Linked DNA regions of Mus musculus: region 2 is linked to region 1. Evidence: chromatin contacts called from public HiChIP or PLAC-seq data. All regions are on one chromosome and are shown on one strand. The core of a region is the stretch at or near the end of the contact, and the rest is flanking DNA. Distances in the headings are between cores, read along the strand shown.

The links. HiChIP or PLAC-seq counts read pairs in DNA pulled down with a chosen protein or histone mark.
Region 2: a contact with region 1 is called in an H3K27ac HiChIP or PLAC-seq map of T-cell acute lymphoblastic leukemia, with 4 times the contacts expected there. The contact joins two enhancer-like sites. A contact is called at or near these places in 1 of 484 Hi-C or Micro-C datasets (cranial neural crest), 3 of 115 datasets of contacts at active chromatin or transcription factors (T-cell acute lymphoblastic leukemia, embryonic basal ganglia and forebrain) and 3 of 9 other capture datasets (embryonic stem cells, embryonic tail and embryonic trunk).

What each region holds. Positions count from the first base shown.
Region 1 is chr6:98,112,571-98,117,104 of GRCm38.p6, forward strand. No RefSeq gene overlaps it. Among named protein-coding and RNA genes, the nearest start is that of Gm32592, 110 kb to the right of the region's middle. RefSeq lists an enhancer at 1-2,262. Within about 2 kb of position 2,126, at least 50 of the 459 cell types and tissues checked have an H3K27ac peak or open chromatin away from gene starts, as enhancers often do. A contact at or near this core is called in T-cell acute lymphoblastic leukemia, where this site is marked.
Region 2 is chr6:98,973,657-98,978,190 of GRCm38.p6, forward strand. It overlaps Foxp1 (forkhead box P1), which reads right to left. Exons shown (of 19, transcript NM_053202.2): 10 at 4,477-4,534. Among named protein-coding and RNA genes, the nearest start is that of Gm38865, 150 kb to the right of the region's middle. Within about 2 kb of position 2,500, at least 16 of the 459 cell types and tissues checked have an H3K27ac peak or open chromatin away from gene starts, as enhancers often do. A contact at or near this core is called in T-cell acute lymphoblastic leukemia, where this site is marked.

The DNA.
Region 1 (4,534 bases), core at 876-3,375:
AATTGGGAGGGGGTGTTGAAAGTACTGTATTTAGAACAAGAAAAAGGGGCAGCTTACGCATCAGAGGCTGAACTAGAATCATTTGTAATCATGAACACAAAGAGGCACCATCACAGGATAGCCATTTATCTGCACATCTGTGCCTTTGCCTCTGACCCCAGATTTCTGGTTTCTGCCTCCTTTCTTCAGAAAATCTTCAGTTAGGCATAGACACACACACTAGAGAGATTGGGGCTAATGATTTAGGAACACACTAATTAATTTTCATTATGTCCCGTGAACTGAGCAAGATAGTGAAGGGTTGTGTGGAGGCACAAACACACTGTTGACAACCCCCCCCCCCCACACACACACACAGCATTCTCTTCTGAAGTTCTGATCTCTTATGGATGAAGCCCCTCCCATCCCGGTCCTCACATATGTACATAGCACAGCATTCTCTCTCTCACACACAGAGCCCCAAGCATCTAAGCGCTGACATTAGGACTTAGGAGACGCAACGAAGAGAAATATCTGCAGCATTTTCTGTTAGACGTGCTTCTGGCGTTGAGGGGACTATGGAAGCAGATACCATACCTAGTCCTCCACAGTTTCTTAATTTAAGCCTCTGGATTCCTAATTAGCAGTTGGACTGCATCCATTCTTATTAGCTCTTGATTATCAATGGTGATCAACCTTTGCTAAACAAAGATATGTCATCCTGCTGGGACAGTCATGGTTATTTTTTTTCTACAAGGTTTTTAACATTTGATAATAGGTTTTCCAATAGCTTGAAGGGTAGCGTTTAACATTTCTTTTCCATTTGAAGTATTTCCCGAGCTGTGTCCAAGCCCTCTGCAGTTAAAGAAAAGGCTTTTTGACACTTAATAGACAATGTTGTGGCTTGCTTTCTCCTTCAGACAAATGTATAGCATTTAGACAGCAATGGCGTGTGATCTTAATTGAGACACCTTTCAGAAATGGCAATTAGGGGTGACTTCTGTCAAAAAAAATATTCAGAACAAATTACACTTAACCAATTTGTTAAAAACTTTCAAAACTACCTCTTTTCTTCTACCCCACCCGTCTCTCAAGTACTAAGTGAACTGTGCATTTTGTGTGTTAAAGTTACCAGGGCATTACTCTGAGTTTAACCTGGATCCCAGGCTATGAAGACCTGACTCCTCAGAGGTGAGAAAATCTCATGGGGGGGGGACGAGGGGGGGTGGATGGGTGGGGGACTTTCTGTTTTGTGGCCACTAGAGTTTGACTTTTGCTCCGAAATAACTTCCGTTCCCAAGTAACTTCCGCTCTGCTCCGCGCCTAGCATGGGGGATCTTTCTGTAGCCACCCCCCCTCCAGTCACGAGGCTGGTTCAGTTGTTTTTGTTTTTCCTGAGCCAGTTTATTTTACCCTTGTTCTCCTTTCCATGAGTTGCATGAATAATTCTAACACAAAGAACAAGTCTCCTCCCAACCAGAGAGAGGAGGGTGACTGGGGGGTGGGGGTGGGGGTGGGGGGTGGGGAGGAAACTGATGAAAACTGCAGCTTTGACCTCAAAAGCAAAAGCAAAGGGCTTGCTTGGGAAAGAAAAGAAAAAAAACTGGAGGGAAATAGAACCCCATGAGAAAAAAAAAATAGAAAAAACTGAAACAGTTTAATAAGGATTTCAGTACAAAACAGGTGTCTGATGGAACTTGGGCAAAACAAACAACAACAAACTCAGTATTTCAGGGCCAAATACTTGACACACATTTTAACTGCCAGGCTATTTTCATTTATGAAATAAACATGCAGCGCTCCAGACTGGAATGTGGAGCCAGTGTCTGCATACTGAAACATGAGTTCTTGAAGGATGGTATGAAAAGGGGGTAATAGCCCTAATGAACGCCATTTGAGTGCAGCTAAATGTAAAATGAACTTGCTGGAGGAAAGACAAAACAGTCGTGTGAACTTTGACATCTGTGGAATGTTGAGCTAGCTGACATGTCTGATGGTGGGGTTACTCTCAAAGCAACACGGGAAACGTCACTTTAAGGAGCTGAAAGGAGGCAGATGAAGTCTAATCTTTGTTTCACGTCACTCCCCGTCCAGGTGCAGAGGAATAAGATCTAGGGTGCCAACTGCCATTCTTACAAAGTCCACACTGGTGGCAGGCATGAGGGAACCTCTCTTGGATGTGAATAGTGTGTGTGCTTGCAAGTGTTTGGGTGCAGGGTAATGAATATAGTCTTTGGGGGGTGGTGTGTTCTTCTGAGAGGACAGGGAGGACACGAGAAGTGACACATGCAGGCCACAGAGACAAAGGAAATCCTGGTTGAATTTCATTTATCAGGTGTGCACTGACTGTATCCTTGCTCTGGGCTAGTCACACAGGGATACAGTGGTGCCCAGAGGCACATGGTTTCTGCCCTCACAGGGCTCACAGGCTCCCATTGAGACAGACTAGAGCCAAAGGAACAATGGAGTGTAAGGCAGAAGGAGGCAGTGTGGCCAGATCCCCAGACTAGCAAAGTTTTAAAGCTAGCTGCGTCTGTCAGTTCTTTCTTTCTCCTCCCTTCCATCCCACTTCCTTCTTAGTCTCTTCCTTTTTCCTTCTTCCCTTTCTTCTCTTCTATGTGTATAGCCTTCTTTATCAATATGAATCCAGACAAGCTTGTTTATTAACAGGAGAAAAAAAATCTAATTATAATTTACAAAAAGGCAACACATTTAACAGTGTAAGCTGTAGGCTTGGAAGGGCATGATCCAGATTTGAGTGTTGACCTGTCATTAACTAGCCTTGGCCAAAAGAAATAACCTTGGTTTCTTTTCTTTTTTCTTTTCTCCTTCCTTCTTTCCTTCTTTCCTTCTTTCCTTCTTTCCTTCTTTCCTTCCTTCCTTCCTTCCTTCCTTCCTTCCTTCCTTCCTTCCTTCTTCCTCCCTCCCTTCCTTCCTTCCCCCTCTCTCCTTCCTTCCTTCCTTCCTTCCTTCCTTCCTTCCTTCCTTCCTTCCCCCCTCCCTCCCTCCCTTCCTTCCCCCTCTCTCCTTCCTTCCTTCCTTCCTTCCTTCCTTCCTTCCTTCCTTCCTCCCTCCCTCCCTTCCTTCCTTCCCCCTCTCTCCTTCCTTCCTTCCTTCCTTCCTTCCTTCCTTCCTTCCTTCCTTCCTTCCTTCTTCCTTCCTCCCTCCCTCCCTCCCTTCCCTCCCTCCCTCCCTCCCTCCCTCCCTCCCTCCCTCCCTCCCTTCCTTCCTTCCTTCCTTCCTTCCTTCCTTTTCTTCCTTCCTTCTTTCATTTCTTAATTTAAAACACCCCCTTCGTATGTACGTTCTTATTTTAAATGAGTTCCTGTTAGTTAAGCTTCTGGCTTCCTACCGGGCGGATAACACACAAACTAAGATGGTTAGCTGAAGCTTCACCATATTCACGAGCCACCTTTCAGTTTTCAGTTTTAATGTCCATATCATAAGAAGCCTGGGTAATAATGACACTTATTAATCAGTCAAAACAATCTTTTTGAAAGCAACTATCTTCGGTATTTTATAACTCTTTTGCTTTGTTTTGTTTTGTCTTTTAAGACAGAATTTCTCTGTGTAGCCCTGGCTGGCCTCAAACTCAGAAATCAGCCTGCCTCTGCCTCCTGAGCACTGGGATTAAAGGCGTGGGCCAGACTGCCTGGCAGATTCCTTTCCCTAATCACCAGAGTTGTTTAGGCGAATGTTAAACATAAAAACAATTTGAATGGCCTAGGTTTTTAAATGCAAAGCTCAGCTCTGCATTTGACTCCAGATGTTGTCCTTTTTGGACTAAAGCTCAAGCCAAATTTCAAGAAGCTACTTAAAGACAGAGGCAGTGTTTAATAGGTTCTGATTCAAACTGCCTTAGATACTTTGTGCCTCTAAAACATCATATTGTGAGTATTCCTGTCTGCCTCATGAGACCAGTCTCCCTGTGTGATAGACACATCCTGTGTTTGGACTGTGTGAGTGTGTATTCATGTAACTGGATAGCAGGAACGGTGAACGTCAAACATTAAAATAAGTTATACATTTCACAGTCGTCTTTTAACCTTTGTGTCAGTCTTGGAAGAGCAAGCCCCCTTCCTCACACTGTCTATTTCCCAGGATTAAAATGCACAGAAGGTCAACGTAATCACGCGTAGTGTTTAGATGTCTTTCTGTTTGCGTGAGTAAGGGATACCCTGCCTCCCCAGGATCATTGAGCATCTCTCTTGTGAGAATGGATCATTTATTCCGTATTTATTCCATGTCTTCTGCTTTGCTCATGTGGTTAATTTCTCTGAACTGTCTACCCCGGTGAGGGATAAAAACCTTACTTTTCATTTAAGATCTCATTCCAATGTCATCTATCCTCTGGTTTCTTTCTTAGAGCTCCTGGGAAGATAAAGGATTTTTTTCTGTGTCACCTATAGCTCTTTGTTCCTATCTCTGGTTTATGTTAGCTATGCAAGTGTCTTTTGTCCCCTCCCAGGACATCCTGGATGGTGGGGTCTTTGTATTTTCTGGGAACAATATTTTTGAGGTTCCCTATGCAAGTAGAGAGACAGACACATAATCA
Region 2 (4,534 bases), core at 1,250-3,749, 860 kb after region 1:
CAACATACCAGTCACATGACAACTCTGGCTGGGGAGATTTAAGAAAGAAAGAAGACAGTGCCCAGAACTAAAAGTTCAACTCGTAGCCAGGTGTGGTGGCACACGCCTTTAATCCCAGCACCTGGGAGGCAGAGGCAGGCAGATTTCTGAGTTCAAGGCCAGCCTGGTCTACAGAGTTCCAGGACAGCCAGGGCTATACAGAGAAACCTTGTCTCAAAAAAAACAAACAACAAAAAAAATTCAACTCGTGTGGGGGAAGAAATAGAATATGGGCAGGGTCTCTGCAGGTCGGAGGGAAAGACAACAGCATACATTTCGGCTGTGTATATCTCTGAAATTAAAGGTCCTGTGGTCACCCTCGCCTTGGGAACAAGCCCTGTGGTGAAGGTATGGTGTAAAGTCTCTGCTTTTCATTTTCCACCATCAACTCTAATACTTCTTCATCAAGAAGAGAAAAAACCCACTTCTGTCTTTGCCCTTGAGCCTTCTCTCCCCTTTGAAGTCGTCTAACTGGAGCCGTATCCTCAAACACTTCTTCCGAGCCCTGTGACAATCACACCTACTATCTGGAATCACACACCGCTGGAAAACAAGAGCTGGCATCATGTTCCTTTCAGACACCAAACCCATAATGCTAGGTTGGAGAAGCCCAGAGCCAGGAAGGAGCATAAAACCTGTGGTGTTGGGGGAAATCACAGGCCTTCCCATGCATGCATACCCCCCCCCCCCCCACCTAGCCAACAGAATCGAGGGGGCACGTGGCAGTGTTCAGCTGGAAATATGGGGTAGAGCCAAAATGTGACCTTAGGTCAGAGGCCATTTGCTGGCTGGTATGAGGGGCATAGGCATGCTTCTCCCTCACTTGGACTCTGCCTGTTTTAGAGTGATGGGGGACAGGACTCAGGCCTGCATAGTCTGATGTGCTGACTCCCGATACCACCCTCAGGGCCAGACTGTAAGCAACTTTTTACATTATTACAGAAAACAGTCACCAATGCCTTCTCTAAACACGAGGCTGGGGATGTCTGGATATTTAAAATGATTGCTCCTAAAATACACTTAAGTAGATGAAAGTGCCGGTGTTTGTAAGTACCGAGTAAGGGCACCTTCCATGATTTGTCTTTGGAGTTTGACAATTCTACGAGATCAATACACTGGAGCACAAATGGTCAAAGGGACTGAGATCCAAGAAACCTACACAGACGACCAGCCGTAGGAGTAGCTCCTCTATTCCTGATCTGCCTTTAAAGCAAGAAGAAAGCAACTCACTCACTTAAAAAACTTCTCCCAGATGACACCGTGGCACAGCGGAAGGCTCTGAGACCAGAGCTCACCGTAGCTGGGTGACCTTGGGTCCATCACTCAAACTCTCTGCTCCCAACCACCTTAACTGAGGATTCAAAACGCTACTATGACATTTTCCAAGGCAACTGTGAGGATTAAATTAATATATATTAATATATATTGTTATATATCTGAGACCATGCCCATTACGTATTTAAGACTGTTTAATTATACACCATTAAGAAGTGACTAGTGTCAGTTTGCTTACACCACAAGTAAGAATGGAGGGGGGGGGCTTGTGGACAAGGAGAGCAGAGAAGATTCTTCTAGAACCATCTACCCAGGAACATAAGGAGAAAAGCTTGAACTATTATTCTCTCACAACATAGGATCCAAGGAAACCGCGTAGCGGTCTCGGAACTGCAAGAGCACCCAGAGCGGAGAGATTTCTCTTTGGGGGCTGAGTGGCGATGTGCTACTCTAAGTCTCCACTCTAAGTTTCTTACTTGTTTTCTACTTCATCAGGGAAGATCCTGAACCTAAAGATAAGTCTGAGTCTCTCAGCGTTGAAATCTTGCTGCAAAAGGAGGGGAAAACGGGATCCGAAATCGGGCTTCTGCCACAGGAATGCTCACTTTTGTTTTCTGGGTCCACATCTCTCATCCCCATTCCCAGATGCATCATGTGTCTGAGTCCCTTTGCTCTGGAGGCAGAAACGGAATGGAGTCTGGCTCAAAACGAGAGCAGCGGGGCTTAATCTGGATGGGTGGCGGTCTCTACACAAGGCTAAGAGGACAGGAGAAAAACCCGCATCTCGGGAGGGATCATGCCGTAACATACAATCCTGTTTTCTCCAATTCCAATTAGAAAGGTCCCAAGAATGAAGGCAATAGAGAGAGAATCAGAGCTAATGGGAACCCCAAACAGCAGCCACTTGGATCCTGGCACGCCTGGCGCTAACTAAGCTGTAGGAGTTCCGGTCTATACCAGCTCATTTTCACCCACTGCCTCTATTCTTTTTTTCTTATATCAACTCAAGTCAGGTTTGTACAACTTGCAAACAAAGTCTTCTGAAAAAATGCTGGCACATAAGCAAACAGTAGGAAATAAGCAAGCTATATTGCAAGTTGATAGCAGGCACTCCAGTTCCGCCAAGCAAACAGGAACCAGGAGCTTGTCATGCCATGAGCAAAACCACAATAAAGGCTGGAGAGAGGGTTTCCAGCTCAGAGCCAGGCTCCTGACAGCCTGAGCGGTGAGCGGGCTTCTTGTTTGTAGGAGGTAAACCTAGGCTTCGATTCAAAAGATCTCTGCTTTTTTTTCCCTCTCCGACCTTAGAAGTGGTTTGAATTATTCACTCTTCCTCTATCCTGAGGCCTCGCCATAGCTTAACTGCCGGCTCATAGCATGTGAACCTATGACATGAAGACGATTAGGATAGGAATACTTTGACCATTAATGAAAGTTTTTAAATTGGGTCAAAGTGGGGGAACTGGCAATGCCTTTTCTGTCCCTAGAGCTGATGAGACATGTCACACGAGTGATGACAGCAATTTTATAATTCAAGATTTTATAAACGTAAAACATGTTGACCGATGCTTGTCAGCCACTCTCCGGGAGAGTGAAATCAGTACCGTATTTACTTAGCACTGGTACAGCCCGGGAAATCAGAGTTTCTGAGTGTAGCCCGGGAAGTTCTTTCCTCTCATTGGATAAACACCATTAGGCCAAGATCAGGATGGTAACAAAACAGATTCCATGAGGGAGCTACACAGAGGACAAAGCTAGCGCCCACTTATCTAAATGCTAATGATGCAGTTGGCGAGGACTATTGCTGCTCTAGATGTTGAGACTTCCTAGCTTTTTGGGACATGGCCTACGTGTGCACTGACCACAAAATAATCTTGAGGTGAAGGATACAATATGAGAAGCTATATAGTAATTTCAAAGCCTCTTATAGCATTGCTGTTATAATAAAATATTCACAGAAAACTACCGGCAGGCAATACTACAAGCATCTCTAGGGGTGGCTGCATTACAGTGTTCGTGTCTGGTCCATAAAGATAGCCATAAAGGATGCTCTCACTCTAGAGAAACCATCATGTGCCTTGATATACAGAAGCTGTATGTGATGCATGCTAAATAGAAGATGGTACTTTTGTGGTAGCCTAAATGAGAACGGCCCTCTTAGGTTCATAGATTTCGATGTTTAGTTCCCAGTTACTGGAATTGTTTGAGAAATATTGGGAGGTGTGGCCTTGCTGGAGGAGATGTGTCACTGAGGGAGGGCTCTGAGGTTTCAAAAGCCCACAGGAGGCTCAGTGCCTCTCTCTGTGTCTGCTGCCTGCAGATCAGCATAGTGAGGTCTCAGCTACTGCTCCAGCACCATGCCTGTTTGCGGTCTGCCATTATGATCATAGATTAACCTCTACAACTCTGAGCCAGCCCCAGTTACAGGCTTTAAGAGCTGCCTTAGTCATGGTATCTCTTTACAGCAACAGAACACTTAGACGACTGTATTCAGTACACTGGTCAAGGATTCAGCATTGTTTATAAGTAATGTCAAGAACACAGGGTAGCTGGTCAGATTTTTAACCGACCTGACAGCATGGGAGAGGTTAAGGGAACTCAGAGTTGTGAGGCAGAGAGATCCACTTCAAATGGAGAAGCCTCGCAGCCTGTTTTGGCAGCGACTATCAGCTCCCCAGCTTGGGATGAGACAGCCCGAGTTTACATCATATTCTACCCACTTCTTCCTGAGAGAAGAATGACCTAAACAGAAGCCACCCAATATAGAGAGGTAAGAAACCAAAATGGTGGCACTGTCTCGATGTCAAAGGGGCCCAGTCACTAAACTACAAAGGACCAGTCACTGACACCAGCTTTTCTGGAGTTAGATTGGGATATGTGCAAAACTAGGGAGAGCTAAAGAATTAAAGGTCCACAGTGGGCGTCTCTCTGCATCAGGGTTAGTCTCAAAAACTGACTGGTGATTGGTGACTTCCCTTTAAGTCTCCTTCCCATGGCAGGGCAACCCTCCAGGGATGATCTAAGTTCCTGTGATGGTGACTCAGAAGCCACCCTCTGAAGGGCTGTGTGGCAGTCTTCAACAGGAAGACAACCTAATGGGTGAAGGGGGACAGCAGGAGGGACAGCTGTGTGACAAGAGAAGACAAGGCAGATGATCCTTACTTTAGAAAGGCTGGGAAGTCGTCACAAACCGCCTCACAGCCTGGCCACTTGCATACGC